2 separate regions of the Mus musculus genome follow, and region 1 is linked to region 2. A link is a contact called in public Hi-C data. All regions are on one chromosome and are shown on one strand. The core of a region is the stretch at or near the end of the contact, and the rest is flanking DNA. Distances in the headings are between cores, read along the strand shown. Region 1 has its middle 49 kb from the start of Prkd1. Region 2 holds the start of Prkd1 (protein kinase D1).

Region 1 (7,396 bases), core at 2,609-5,108, 49 kb after region 2:
AACACCACTGGCTTGTGCTGTAAGATCAAGAATCAGAAAATGGGACCTCATAAAATTGCAAAGCTTTTGTAAGGCAAAGGACACTGCCAATAAGATAAAATGACAACCAACAGATTGGAACAAGATCTTTACCAATCCTAAATCCAATAGGGGGCTAATATCCAATATATATAAAGAACTCAAGAAGTTGGACTCCAGAAAACCAAGTAACCCTATTAAAAATGGGGTGCAGAGCTAAACAAAGAATTCCCAACTGAGGAATATCGAATGGCTGAGAAGCACCTGAAAAAATGTTCAACATTCTAATCATCAGGGAAATGCAAATCAAAACAACCCTGAGATTCAACCTCACATCAGTCAGAATGGCTAAGATCAAAAACTCAGGGGGCAGCAGATGCTGGTGAGGATGTGGAGAAAGAGGAACACCCCTCCATTGCTGGTGGGATTACAAGCTGGTCCAACCACTCTGGAAACTAGTTTGGTGGTTCCTCAGAAAAATTTACATAGTACTACCAGAAAATCCAACAATACCACTCTTGGGCATATACCCAGAAGATGCTCCAACATGTAATAAGGACACATGCTCCACTATGTTCATAGCAGCCCTATTTATAATAGCCAGAAGCTGGAAAGAACCTAGTTGTCCCTCAACAGAGGAATGGATACAGAGTTTTGATTCCTGTAAGGCTTCTCTAAAAATGTTTATTTGATTCTTGAATGTCCTTTGAGTAACCACAAGGAAGCACAGGTGAAGTGCCTGCCTGAGCAGGCAAATGTCAAGTGAGACTGAAGACCTGACAAAAGAGCAAACTGACCTTTTGGACCAAATGCATTCTCTGTTGGAGAGCTCTATCTACTCAACTTCATAGACACTGGCTAGGCTTGTGTTACTTGGGTATAATGAACACACCTGGAGATAATTTCCCAACACATGATTCACCTCTTCCCACTATTAAGTGTCATAAGAAGTGGGGGGCACTTCCTCCCTTGTTGCTGGATTGGATGGGTCTAAACTAGTCAAACGAAGACTGAAATAAGGGTGTGGAAATTTTAGTTCAATGGCTTTGAGATGCTCAATCTGAAATTGGGAGGATGAAATAATCTGCTGCATATGGTCTTTATGCGGTCCAGGGAAGGAAACAGAGTTCTCAGTAGAAGAATGGAGCAGAAAGGAGGAGAGATTGTCAGAGAAGGCAAATCCTGAGGGGAAACACTGTGGACACTGAGCCCTGCTCTAGTCTAGCACCTGAGGAGATCTGCTATATCGCTGGCATTTGTATGGGAGCTATTTTTTCATGCTCAATCTGTCTTGCTTTGCTTTCATCTACAAGAAGCACAGAGAGCCCCCAAAGTAGATTACTTCAGAATGGATTTGAGGCAATATTCTGAGATTTTAGAATAACTTCTGACAGATACCAAAGAAACAAGAAAGATTACAATTCTGCTTTAAATGAACTAAGTGTCTCTTAACTTTTTTTTAATTTTAAGGATTGCTAATTGTTTTTCAAACTGACACTTAACTAATTGGGTTATAATTTGGTGTTGTAAGCTTTTCGACTTTGCCAGGTGTGGTAGCACACGCCTTTACTCCTTGCACATACAAGGCAAACATTTACAGCCTAGACTACAAAAAGTGAGTTCCAAGACAACCAGTGCTAACTAGAGAGAACATGTCTCAAACAAACAAACAAACCCCCAAAATACAACCTGTAATGAACAAAAGAGGGTAATTAGCATGTCCCTGTTTTTAAACCATATACCATGACTTCATGAGTCCATCATACTTATGTCACACATAAGTTGCTCACACACAAGATGAATATGACTGAAACACCATCAAAATAGTAGCTCTGGAACTTTTCGGGATCTTTGAACTTCCCCAACATAACATTATATAGTTGACTACTTTCTTTACATTTTGTCTGTCCTTCTCTTAAACTGTAAGCTAAGTTGATTGGCTTCTTCTCAAAAAATGGTTATATTTATTATTAAGTGTATAATCGATGAATAAGAGATGAAGGGGTGAATGGATGGATTCACTGCATGAGCCTGGCATGTCTGAAAGCCCTGACTATTTTAGATGTGCTAATATGCATGTACTTTTAATGAAAGCTTGTATATAAATGGGTGATACAGTATTTTTTCAGCTTTTACAGTGGCCCTCTTCAGAACAAACTTTTTCCTGTTTCAAGGAAAATCATCCTAATGCTTTTATCTACCCGAGGTCAGCTTCCTTCTTTCTTACCTTAGCTTACAGACAGAAACTTCCTTCTGAATATACTGAAAAGAAATTCATATCTATAGTAAGTGGGAGAAATCATCATGAGATTAATTATTCATGGAAAGTGAAGGGATGGTTGGGATGTCTATCTCCGCATGTACACATCTACATTTGTACTCCCGCCATCCATGAGTCTGGCTTAAAAGGAGAATAAGTAAAATGTAAATGGAAGCAGATTAGAACTGTCTAATTGTCATAAAACAATAGTTTCTCATCCTCCAAAATTTATATTTAAAAATTGCTAAATGTATCTTTGTTCACCAAGCACTTTAATTAACACCTATAACATGGTGATTATATTATTCAACATTTAAGTGCTTAATTTGCAATCTGGAATTACAGGCATTCCCTGATAAAGATATATTTTCATTTGTTGCATTTGTATTTTTAGTAGAAGACAAAAATAAGCAGATACTTATATGATAATATAATGCTAGATCCATAAACAGGAGTTTTCCTCCCTCCCTTCCATTGCACTTGAGATTAAAACACAGTAACAATCTATTTTTATGTGATGAGCGATTGGATGTTTTTTCACATCGTGAGAGGTTGGAAGTACTGTACCTGCCATCTACTGGAAGTCTGTGGGAGGTACATTTCCCTAGGAACAACTCCAGTCCTCTAGAGAGAGGCTAAAAAACTGCTGCTTGTGCTAGTCGAGGAAAGTGTACCACAGGCTTTGAGGTCATTTAGTGCTATTAAAGCAAATTAAAGAAAAAAATGACCTCATTAATCACAGGCACAAAATGGACCTAGCTAAATCTGAAAAGAAAAAAGGAAAGAGTGACTCACCTTTGAAATGTTAAAGGTTCTACAAGGCCAAGGGGGGTGGGGGGCGGGAAGAGCAACAGCTGTCCTTACCTGAATTCTCACTAGGAGGAGAGCTCTGTGTGTGTGTGTGTGTGTGTGTGTGTGTGTGTGTGTGTGTGTGTGTGTGTGAGAGAGAGAGAGAGAGAGAGAGAGAGAGAGAATTCTTGCAATTAGGTCTTGGCTCATGGGGAAGCCAGGATTCTCAGTTTCTTTAGTGACTTCTGTTGAGCATTTCTGGGCTTCATTGGATTGTTTGACAAAGGTCAGGTGTTAAAATGAGAGGAGACAAGATATGGAGAGTGTTCTGAAATGGTGAAAAACTGTAAGAATTTAGATGCCATGGTTAGGTCTTTAGTTACAAGCTTTGGGAACTATATTTAATTCCTCCAACTATGTGCTGGGTCAGATAGCTCATTTCCTGTAACCTGCAAACCTACAAGGACAATTAATAGACCCATATTGCAATCCCATTAGCCCACTTTCTTGCCTAGTTTTTTTTAATGTAACCTATGTAAGGACTCCTCTTTCCTGAGTTGCAAAAAGACAAACAACAAACACCTCACTGAGTTGCCATTTAATTCCATTTTTATGAATGGCTTTTAAATTAGTGTTTTACAGATTTAAAAACAGAGTGCAATGCTTCCAGCTGGTAGGTAGATGAAGATAACAAAGGAGTTATGAGTTGCAGATTTCCACTGACACCCTCACAGCTTGCTAGTCTCACATGGAATGGCAGCAGCACCAGGGAGAGTGGCTTCACTGAGGTCCCATTGTAGTGTGCAATGTCCATTTCAGGTCACTTCACACCAGTTGCTGCTACTTCCATGACCTCACATTACCTCTAACGAAATTGTAAAATAAACATTGGATTTGAAATTGAACCAGGAATGTCCTTGAGCCACTGTCATGTGAATAAAGACAAAGTTTTTTTTTTTTTAAAGTATAAAACTATGTGCTAGAAGTGTCCTTGACATTGTGCACTAGGAGTATCCACTTCAACTTGGAAATTCAAACAAGGAGATCACTTTCCACACATTTCAGCCTTCAATTAGCATACTTCAGCACAGGAGGGAGAACACAGGGGCAGCTGTTATTTCCAGGGATACTGGGACAGTGAGAAGGACAAGTGGCACAGAGGGCTCCAGTGCTAAGTGACAAAACAGTGGGACTTTTGTGTTGAGCAGACAGACAGACCAGAGACACAGAAAATCCTTCCGCCATAAACATCTGGAAGTACTGGGGGGAAAGCACGGGGAGCAGTGTTTAAAATGCACAGCCAGACTCAGAAAGAAATACATCCAGTCCACAGGAGCTAGAAGGAAGGAGAAAAGAGACTGGATTAGGAAACAGCGCTGCACCCTGACAGCTGGTCAGGAGGTGAGGCATGGGAAGGCATTAGTCAATTCTGGAAATTAAATGAAGGTGGCAGTTCCAGGCTTGGGAGCTGACTGCGTTGGGGAGTAAGATCATCAAACTTTCACTTCACACACAATGCTACAAAACTGGGCTAAGGGAAATAAAATTGTTGGTTCAGGGAATGTGCAGAGAGGGAACAACCTATCTAGCTGCAAAGCCAGTGGGAGGAACATTATTAACTGGACCTGGGGTCTGGACAGGAGAAATTATTTCACTAAGGATTATCTACTGAAGGAACAAAGATCAAAATTCAACCACAGGAACTTCAGATGATAAATTTGAAGCATGTACACAATTAATGTGATTGAAAGAGGAAGGAATCAAAAGTCTAAAAAAAGTCATTTAATACTACCCAAAGTACATAAGAGAGTCTCTCTCTCTCTCTCTCTCTCTCTCTCTGTGTGTGTGTGTGTGTGTGTGTGCATGCGCGCGCACGTGCGCGCGCGTGAGAGAGCACACATGTACAAGAGCACATGTATACATATAGAGATGCTCAGTAGTGGCTAAGGGCACTTTCTGCTTTTCCAGGGGACCCACACTGAGCAACTCAGGACAGCCCACACTCCAGCTCCAGGGGATCCAATGCTCTTTTCTCATGGGAGAGAATGTACACATATACATGGCAAACACATATACAAACACTCATAGCATAAATAAAAATAACAGTAAATCTTTAACATAACAAACAGTAAATGTATTGGGGCTAGAGAGATGGTCCAGTGGCTGAAGGTACTGGATGATCTTCCAGAGGTATTGGGTTCAATTGCCGGCACTAACATGGCAGCTCACAACTGTCTGTAATACAGCTTCAAGTGATTTGACACCCCCCACAGTATAAATGCAGATAAAACAGCAATGTACATATAATTAATTAATTAATTAATTAATTAATTAATGTATCATATGGTCTATAATTCCATGGGTATTTGCAACAGTAAAAAGCCACTGTGTGTTTGCATAAAGGATGTTTATTTCCTTTATATTAGACTCCATCTAGCTGCTTTGTTTCCTATAATTTTTATTGGATGTAATTAAGGATGTTTGCTCTGAAATACCTGAAACAGGAAAATTTCAGGGGAAAATGTATAGTAACTTATTTTAAAAGTCACTGGAAAGTATTGGGCATGCCTGAAGAGTAACTCAGTGCTCAGAAAAATTAGTTTGCTAGCAATGAAAGGACTCCTAAAGACATACTGCTATATCCTTAAATCAGGGCCTCACTCAGCCAACATCTGAGAGGCTTCCTCTTGGAGTAAATAGAAATGAACACAGAGTCCCACAAGTGGACAATGTGAAAGAATAACAGACTTTGGAGCACTCAACCTTACACAGAATGTCTAGATTAAATCCCTCCCCTCAAGGTCAGGAAGCGCTCTGGGAAATGAAGTAGAAAAGTGTTAGACACAAAGGGGATGGATGACTCCAAGGAAACAGTGTTTTGCAGACACAATGGGACTGGTGCACATGTAAACTCACAGAGACCTTGGCAGTTGCATAAGACCTGCGGGGGTTCAGGGTCCCACACCCTAAGCAAGAGTATTCTGCAACTGACACCCACTGTCAAAAGGGAAAATTGATTTTCCCTAATGAAACTATCACTGGGCACTTTATCTATGCTCCAAGGCAGGCCCCAAGCCCAGGAGTAGCTGTCCAACACAACACAAACTCAATGGTATTTCTGTGATTTTTTTTTTTTTGTCTTATTGGTCTTTTGTTTGTTTTGAATTTTGGTTTTGTGTTATTGTGTTGATTTCATTTGGTTTATTTATTTATTTTTGCTTTTTTTTTTTTTTTTTTTGAGAGTGACAGTAAGAGACACACAGACAGACACACACACAGAGTGTCTAATTTCATTTAAATTAGAATCAAGTGACATTTGACAAATGGAAGTAGATTGCAAGGACTACCAAAGAACTTGCAGAAGGAATTTCTCACTAATACATTTCATACAAAAAGATGTCACTTTAGTAAAGGACTAAGATGGAGGAAAAAAGTGTGAGTTAACAGTTTGGTACACAGTAGTCAAGTCTAAATGATCATAGTTTAATTATCATGGAACAGGAACAATCATTAATCCAAGAAGGGGAAGCATAGTAAGCCAAATTCTCAACAAGTGACATAGTGTCAAGTAACCTTGACTTGTACAATGTGCTAAGGGCATTCTAGTTCTGAGTCTTGTGAAGAAACCAATTTCTGTAGGATACTGACTCAACTGAATACGCTATTTAGTTTTGTCTTAGTCAGTGTTCTGTTGCTGTGAAGAGTCATCATGACCGCAGTGAGTCTTATAAAAGGAAAGTATTTAAATAGGGATTGCTTACAGTTTCAGGGTTGCTTACAGTTTCGGAGGTTCACTCCATTTTCATCATTATGAAAACAATGGGAGCATTCAGTCAGACATGGTGTTGGAGAGTAGCTGAGTTCTATATTCAGTTTGGCAGGCAGAGGGAGAAACTAGGCCTGGCTTGAGCATTTGAAACTGAAAGCCCACCTCTACTGACAAACTTCTTCCAACAAGCCCACACCTCCTAATCCCTCTCAAGCAAATCTGTGCCCTAATTAACATGCTTTTTAGCATATGAGCCTAGGGGAGCAATTTCTATTCAAACAATTATGACATTCACACTAGCAGAGGGGGTGGGAGATAGGAAATAAGGTCAAGAGAAGAAAGTGGAAACTGAAAAGTCAGCAACATAACACCAACACTATCAATAAGTGTAACTAAAGTAAGATGACATGTCAAAGACCTGAGTCATTAAAACTTTTTGCATCGTTTGCAGCAGATAAACCCGAAGTGCTGGAGATATAAATATCAAATGTATTCCTCATAGGGTATTTTAAAATAATTTTTAAATATACCTTAAAATGTAAGAAGTATAAATAGAATTG
Region 2 (7,432 bases), core at 727-3,226:
TAACACTACACCATCTTCTTTAGAACTTACAGTTAGATTGTTGTTATAGTACCGAAGGGACTTTCTGAATAATTTCATTACATGTGTTGTGTATGCCTGTGTGGCAGTGCTTTTTAATTAATTAATCCATATCATAACAGAAATATTTGAAGGCTATACAGTGAGGCAGTCAGAGCCTAGAATACTTGCATAATTCACCATCCTGGGGGAGGGGGCGGCTGGATTCAGTACTTCAAGGGAACTACAAAGAGTTCAATTATATAACGAAAAAATATCACTCCCTTTAATTAACAAAACTTCAAGGCACTCACTGTTACTTGAGTCTGACCTCTAGAATTTTCACTTCCTGCATTAGTGGGTGCTTCCCCAGAGCAACTCCCTAGACCTCTGTACTCAGCACCACTATTTACACCGCTCAAAAAGCGTAAGACACGTTGTTCCAAACAGTTTAAGAAAATCCGCTCTTGACTGTTCATTAAAGGGTGAGAACTAGCCAGTCAGCCCTCCAGAGTTGAAAGTCAGCACCTTTAGCTAACTCCTCTATCTCTCTCTCCTCCCCCAGAACCCTGGCAGTCCATACTGTGAAGGAGTGGCACCAAGGGCCCTTCCCCCTTACATGAAGCATCCTTCTGGATGGCTGTGGAGATAACCTAACTTCAAAAGTGCACTGGAAACAATGATGGGTGGCCTAGCCCAGCTTTATGGGCCTCTCCCCAGCCAGTCTTTGATGACCACTATCCAAAGTCCCATAGCCTCAAACTTAAGAGCAAAGCCAGCACTGGATGTTCTTGGAACCACAGACCTTCTCACTACTCCAGTCTCCCAAGATCAGTGCATGGAAATTTAAGCCAAAAAACGCTGTAAATTTCAGGTTTTATTGTTGGAAAATGTTTCTAAGCTCGCACAGTGGTAGTACTAAATCCAGGGCGGACTTGGGTAGTGGTACCAACTCCTCGGTTGTTTTCACAGCTGGCTTAATCAATCACCCTTTCTTAAAAGCACTATTGGCAGGTGAGAAATTCCTGGCGTCCAGGTCACACCCGGAACTCCTCAGCATCAATTAGAGCTGAAAGAGGATGTAGTGGAAGGGAGTGGGGCTGAAAAAGCTCTGGGCTGTCCCAAGGGATCTCTGGCGCTGGAAAGCGGATCTGGTACCAGGTAGGCTCTGGTCCAGGGAAAAAGAGTCAGGACAGCCAGGAAACCTCAAGAATACGCCGGAGCGCGAGGAGAAAAGTGCAAGATTCCTTGAACTGTCATCGCAAGAAGGGAGGTAAAGGAGGTGAGAAGGCAGGCGTGCCAGAGAAGGAGCAGGAGGTCAGCCCCCAGGAAGACTGCGCGGCAGGCAGAGCAGTGCCTGGGGCTAGGGCATGCAGTCCGGCCACAGCCAGGCTGTACGGCGCAGGCGAGGTCGGCTGCAAAGTTGGTGGACCCGGGGCACCTTACCTTCTGGTCCACGATGGAACAAGCCATCTCCCGGACATGCGCCAGGCTGTAGTCGCCAGAGGAGTCCTGCAGGAGCAGCACCGGCTCGCGGCTCAGGCCGATCTGCAGATGGAACGAGATGCCCCCCGCCGGGGCGGCCCCAGGCGCCGGGAAGGGCGCGGGCCCGGAGCCTGGGACCAGCGCAGCGGCGGCAGCAGCCACGGCGGCCGCGGCGGGCAGGAGCGGGCTAGGCGGTCGCAGCAGCGGAGGGACGCTCATCGCGCCAGTGAGCCCCAAAGTTTGGCGGACGTGGGGCGCGGCGCCGCTGCCTGCGGCGGCGGAGAAGAACCACCAAACTTTCCGGGAAAGTCCGCGCGCGGGGACAGGGCGCGCGACCGGAGCTGGTGAGGGCGGGAGCCGCGAAGATGGCCGAGCGGAGCCGGGGCCGGCGGGCGGGCAGGCGAGCAGGCGGGCGCGCGGCAGCGCGGGGGAGGCGCCCAGCTACTGCGGCCGCGGCGCGCTCCGCTCCGGGGACCACGGCGGGTCCGCGCGACCGGCGCCGGCGGGGCGGGGCGGGGCGAGGGCGGCGCCGCGGAGCCGACGAGGGGAACCGGAGCCCGACGGGGAGCCGCCCCCTGCGCGCAGCAGCCGCCCCAGCCCACTCGGCGGACTCTAAAGCCGCGGACCCGCCCATTCAGGGCAGTCCTGACCACCCCCTTCCAAGCGCCCGCACAGGAGTGGACCGGGAAACGCCAGCCTGGTAGAGCCCACCTAACGGGGGACTCCCTCTGGGAGCCCTCGAGTTTGTTAAAGGGCCAGTCAGCTGACCTCTTTAAAACCGTGTCTCTCTTGTAATAGCGGAGTCTGTATCCTTTCCATCAACCCCACCTGCTCCACCCACCGCCTTCTTAAGGGTCTAAATAGGGTTCTTGCTTTCTACTTTGTTTTGTGTTTGGAACTTCTGTGTTTCAGCCTCTTCAAAACTGTCAACCTTAACCTGGCTTTCTAGGAGCAATTCCAGCCCCACACCCACAGCACTAATTTTGATCTGATTATACTGGTGGCTGGGCAAAAAGAGGTGCTTCAGAGACAGTAGAGCCTGACTATATTTCTGTCCTTTCTATCGGGATGGGTTCTTTGCATCTGTAGATGTACAGGGACCCTATTTGGTTTAACAGGCTGCAATGATTGTTATCAGAGGCCTTCTGATAATTCTTAGTAAATTCTGAACAGGCTCCATCTTGGCAGCGCTTCTTCTCACTTTAGTTTCCCCAATGTGTCCTCTTACATGCACAAGCACACAAACCATTTTTGCATATTTTCGTTTGCAGTGTGTTAATTTTGTTTTGTTTTGGTTGGTTTGCTTGTTTGTCTGTTTTTGATTAATGGTTCTCTTCTGGACCAGAACATTGAGATGTGGTTTTCTACAGAGTTGTGTTGTATGTCAGTAATGGAATCTTGAAATTCCCACCTACATATAGTCAATTCACTATTCTAGAAAACTCTCTAAATTAATGGTACAAACGACTATTTGAGTAGACTGGATAGGGGTGTCGTTCCTAAGTTTACAGACTGCTTTAAAGGAACTAGTTTTACCTAAGCCATCTGTGCTTTCTAGCTATCATAGCTCTGAACACAGGACTTCTGTCCCAGAGTCTGCGGGCACTAGCTATCCACTTATGAAGTCAGACTATGTTCTTGCCATAACTGATTACATTGAAAATATAAAAGTAAGACAGTAAATGAAGTTAGTTCTGACAGCAACAATTGCCATAAATAACAGTAACACAGTGGTTAACAGCAGTAACCATGATCAAGAACATGAGGCTCAACACTTTGACCAGTGAAGAAAACAAATCTTTCCTGGGGTGTTTCCATTTGAGCCAAGGACTGGTTGATGGGAAGGACTGGTCTTAAGACAAGCTTAGGTAATGGTCTTCAAGTCATATAGCATGCAAAAGACCCCAAGAGAGGGCTTACTGCACTTGCTTAAGGCACAGAAGAAATGAGGCTGGAGGGCAAATAGGAACCAGTTCTTCAAAGCTGTGCTAAATTGTTTGTGGTTTATTCTCAATGCACCACTGAACCACTGGGAGGATTTCAACAAGCCAGTAGATGTGATTAACATGTTTTGAAGGAACATTCTTTGACTGTTATGCAGGAAGCAAATCGCAAGCGAAAGGAATAAAAGCAGGGGCAGTAGGTTAGGGACCCTAGCTGTTGCCCCTCCCTCTACAGGATCATCATGATGGTAGTGGAGGTGCTGAGAAACAAGAGGCTAGAGTTCTTAATGTGGAGGCAGGATGGAGACCCTGCTGTTTACGCAGATTCTCCAATGGTAGGGAAATAGAAGTGTCACCAAGGACTCTATGGTTTTTTGAGAAATGTGTGTGATTCTCTGCTGCTAATAATTGAGACAGAAAACAGAAAAGAAGCAGGTTGGGGAGAAGGACGATTCATTCTCTAAGCATTTCGTTTGAAATGACACTAAACAGTCAAATGGTAATAACCAGAACAGGAATTATGAGCCCCATATTCAAGGAACAGAAGTGGGTCAAGACTACATTGGAGGTCAATTCAAAGCTAGACAAGGTTTCTCAGAACAACTTCACATACTCATCAATTTTATGAGAGAGAGAGAGAGAAAAACACGGGTGAACCACTTTGGAAGAAAAATCTGTGAATAACTCCTTATGCTGTATCCATGATGTGAAAGATTCTTGTAGGGTGCTGGAAATAGTTGAAAAGGAAGCAAAAGACAGAAACAGACCAAGAAATTGAAATTATTTTAAAGAACCTAAGCCATTACTAGATGAAGAAAAAAAAAAAGGAAGCAACACAAAGACACAACAAAACTTAAAGCAGCTTGAACTCTATAGCCAGCAGAACCTCACACACACACACTCTCTCTCTCTCTCTCTCTCTCTCTCTCTCTCTCTCTCACACACACCCTCTCACACACATACACACACACACTCACACACACACTCACACACACACTCACACACACACTCACACACACTCACACACACACACTCACTCACACACACTCACACTCAAACACACACACTCACATACACACAGAGTTGACAGTTCCAAGTTTCTTTCCTATGGGGAGCTGGATTGAGACAGCATCTCACTCTGTAGGCAAAGATGACCTCAATGGGCTATGGTCCTGTTTCCTCCTCACCGGAGCTGGAGCTGGAGCTGGGATTTCAGCCATGTGCCACACCCAGTGAGTGTGGAAATTGTTATGGTAGGCATGTGAAGACTGGAAGGCTGCGAACTGGTACTAACTTTTGCTGAATGGCAAAGGAATGAATGGATATATCTAAGGAACCTGGTATATTTCTCTTTTGACTACAAAATAATGAGCAAAACACATGGAGGATTTGGGAGGGCATTAGTGATTTCAAGCCCTTCTAGATATTTTACCCTTGGAAAACAAAAGAGTACTTAAGAAATAAGTTGTGACTAAAATTAATGACTGAGTCTTTTTTTATTATTATTATTAATTATAATTAAGTAAGTACACTGTAGCTGTCTTCAGACAGCACCTGAAGAGGGCCTCAGATCTCATGAGTGATTGTGAGCCACCATGTGGTTGCTGGGATTTGAACTCCAGACCTTCAGAAGAGCAGTCGGGTGCTCTTACCCACTGAGCCATCTCACCAGCCCCATGACTGAGTCTTTTGAAATGAATTCTTTCCAGTTTGCATTTTGGCTAATGTTGCTGAGGTAACTCTGATGATATCTAACGACATCGTCCAAGAAGTTTCAAAGCTTTAATCAACATTCTACCCTAAATGAGTGACCAGGGTGCATAAAACAATGCTAATCTTGTAGGTGTTTTTCAAACAGGTTATATGTCCCAATAATTTTGGAATTATCTAGTAATTTAAAATCAACAATAGAAAGCAGTTTGAAAAAGAAAAAAAGTCTGATTTGAATAAAAGTCAGATTAGGAGAACTTTAAACTTGGTCCAACTAAGAGGGGTAGCAGAAACAGAAAATAAAATTTAAAATCTCACAGTTCTGTGGATGAAGGGATTATACACTCTAGTCTAAACATTTACAATGTAAGATACTGAGGACTAGAGGAACTATATAAAAACTTTGAAAGTTTGGAACTCAAAAATATGAAGCAGATATGATTATAGCATATACTTTCTATATATATTATTGAACTCTAGAAGCTGTTGCTTAAGGATAAATATGGAGAGATGAATGTATCAGTGGATGGATGGATGGATGGATAGATGGATGGATGGATACACATTTTATTGTTGCTTGTTTTAAAGTATTCATAATAATTTTCTGTCAACCCGGGTTAGATACAGATGGCACAAAGGGCACAAAAGAAAAATAAGGTTCTAATGGTGTGCTGCATGGTTTTATGTCAACTTGACACAAGCTATAGTCCTCTGAGAAGAGAGGACCTCAATTAATAAAATCCCTCCATAAGATTGGATTGGACACAATCCTATAAGGAGTTTTCATAATTGGTGATTGATGGGGGTGGGACCAGCCCACTGTGGATGGCGGCATCCATTGCCTGGAGCAAGCTGAGCCAGCAGCTGGACAAGCCATGATGAACAAGCCAGCAAATAGCACTCCTCCATGGTTCCTGAAGCTCCTGCCTCCAGGTCCCTCTCCTGACTCCTTTCGATGATGAATAGCAATATGAAAGAGCAAACCAAATAAACTCTTTCCTTGTCATGGTGTTTCAGCATAGCAATAGTAACCCTCACTGTGACAAATGGAGACATCAATTACAGAGTCCTTTGGCAAAAATCTGATACTAAAACCAAGAATCCTGGTTCAACTTGACACAAGCCAGACTGGGAAGAGGGAACTTCAACTGAAAAAAAAAAAAGAAATGCCTGCGTCCTATTAGCTCACTGGCAAGTTTGTGGGGCATCTCTGGATTATGCACATGTGGGAAGCAGTATGCAAAGACAGATGTACAAGGCTAATACAAGAAAGACTCAGAGAGCCAGCAGGAGCAAGCCAGTGAGCAGTGCTCCTCTGTGGCTTCTGCTTCAGTGAGTTCCTGCTTAAGTTCCTGCCCGGACTTCCTTCAGTAATGGAGTGTGACGTGAGAATTAAAAGTTAAAATAATTCCCCCAAGTTGTTTTTGGTCATGGTGTCTTCATCACAGCAATAGAAACGGAACCAAGCACCAGTGATAGTGGCACACACCTTTAATCCCAGCACTTGGGAGGCAGAGGCAGGCGGATTTCTGAGTTCGAGGCCAGCCTGGTCTACAAAGTGAGTTCAGGACAGCTAGGGCTATACAGAGAAACCCTGTCTCGAAAACAAACAAACAAACAAACAAAAACAAAACAAAACAAGACAAAAGAAAAGGAAAGGAAAGAAGACAAGAGAAGAAAAAAAGAAACTGAACCAAGTAAGACAACATATTGCTTTATCATGCTGATAACTTCAAGGAAATGAAAAGGGAGAAAGGAAATCTGTGAGCTTAATTGTTCACCAAGGAGAAAACCTGATTTGTTCTTTTCTTTTGAGCAGATTTCACAAACTTAATAAAAGGTAGATGTGATCCTACAATCAAACACTACAAACTTGATAGGAGGCCGTTGAATACAAGCTTCCAACTGTCACATTGAAACCGAACCAGGTGAGGTATAAACTCTAAAGCCAGTGTAACCACATCAGAAGTTCTAGATCAATAGAGAGAGCTGTAGGAACTAGAGATGAGAAATATGAGAAAGCATAAGTAAGAATTATTGGTAACTAAAACAATCAAAATTGCTTTTATGAGACCATTTTATCTATTAATGATCTTAAAATGTGTGTTATATAACAATGTTATACAACATATGTAGATATAGACATGGCTTTTTATGAGAAATGGGGGCATGGGGAGTGTTCTAGACACCCTGCCTCACTTTCAACCAGAAGTCACTGCGTTCAAGTGCTAATTGTAAATTTAATTTTTTCGCACTTTTTTATTAGATATTTTCTTCATTTACATTTCAAATGCTAT

The links. A called contact is a pair of places that touch in the nucleus more often than the background predicts.
Region 1: a contact with region 2 is called in a Hi-C map of Sertoli cells, with 3 times the contacts expected there. The contact joins the enhancer-like site here to the promoter of Prkd1 in region 2. A contact is called at or near these places in 7 of 39 promoter capture datasets (the 3T3-L1 cell line, hippocampal neurons, macrophages and 4 more), 1 of 484 Hi-C or Micro-C datasets (Sertoli cells) and 3 of 9 other capture datasets (adipose tissue, liver and pancreatic islet).

Annotation. Positions count from the first base shown.
Region 1 is chr12:50,694,828-50,702,223 of GRCm38.p6, forward strand. No RefSeq gene overlaps it. Among named protein-coding and RNA genes, the nearest start is that of Prkd1, 49 kb to the left of the region's middle. Within about 2 kb of position 3,859, at least 24 of the 459 cell types and tissues checked have an H3K27ac peak or open chromatin away from gene starts, as enhancers often do. A contact at or near this core is called in Sertoli cells, where this site is marked.
Region 2 is chr12:50,647,273-50,654,704 of GRCm38.p6, forward strand. Prkd1 (protein kinase D1) reads right to left here and starts at 1,977. Exons shown (of 19, transcript NM_008858.4): 1 at 1,444-1,977. The coding sequence starts at 1,701.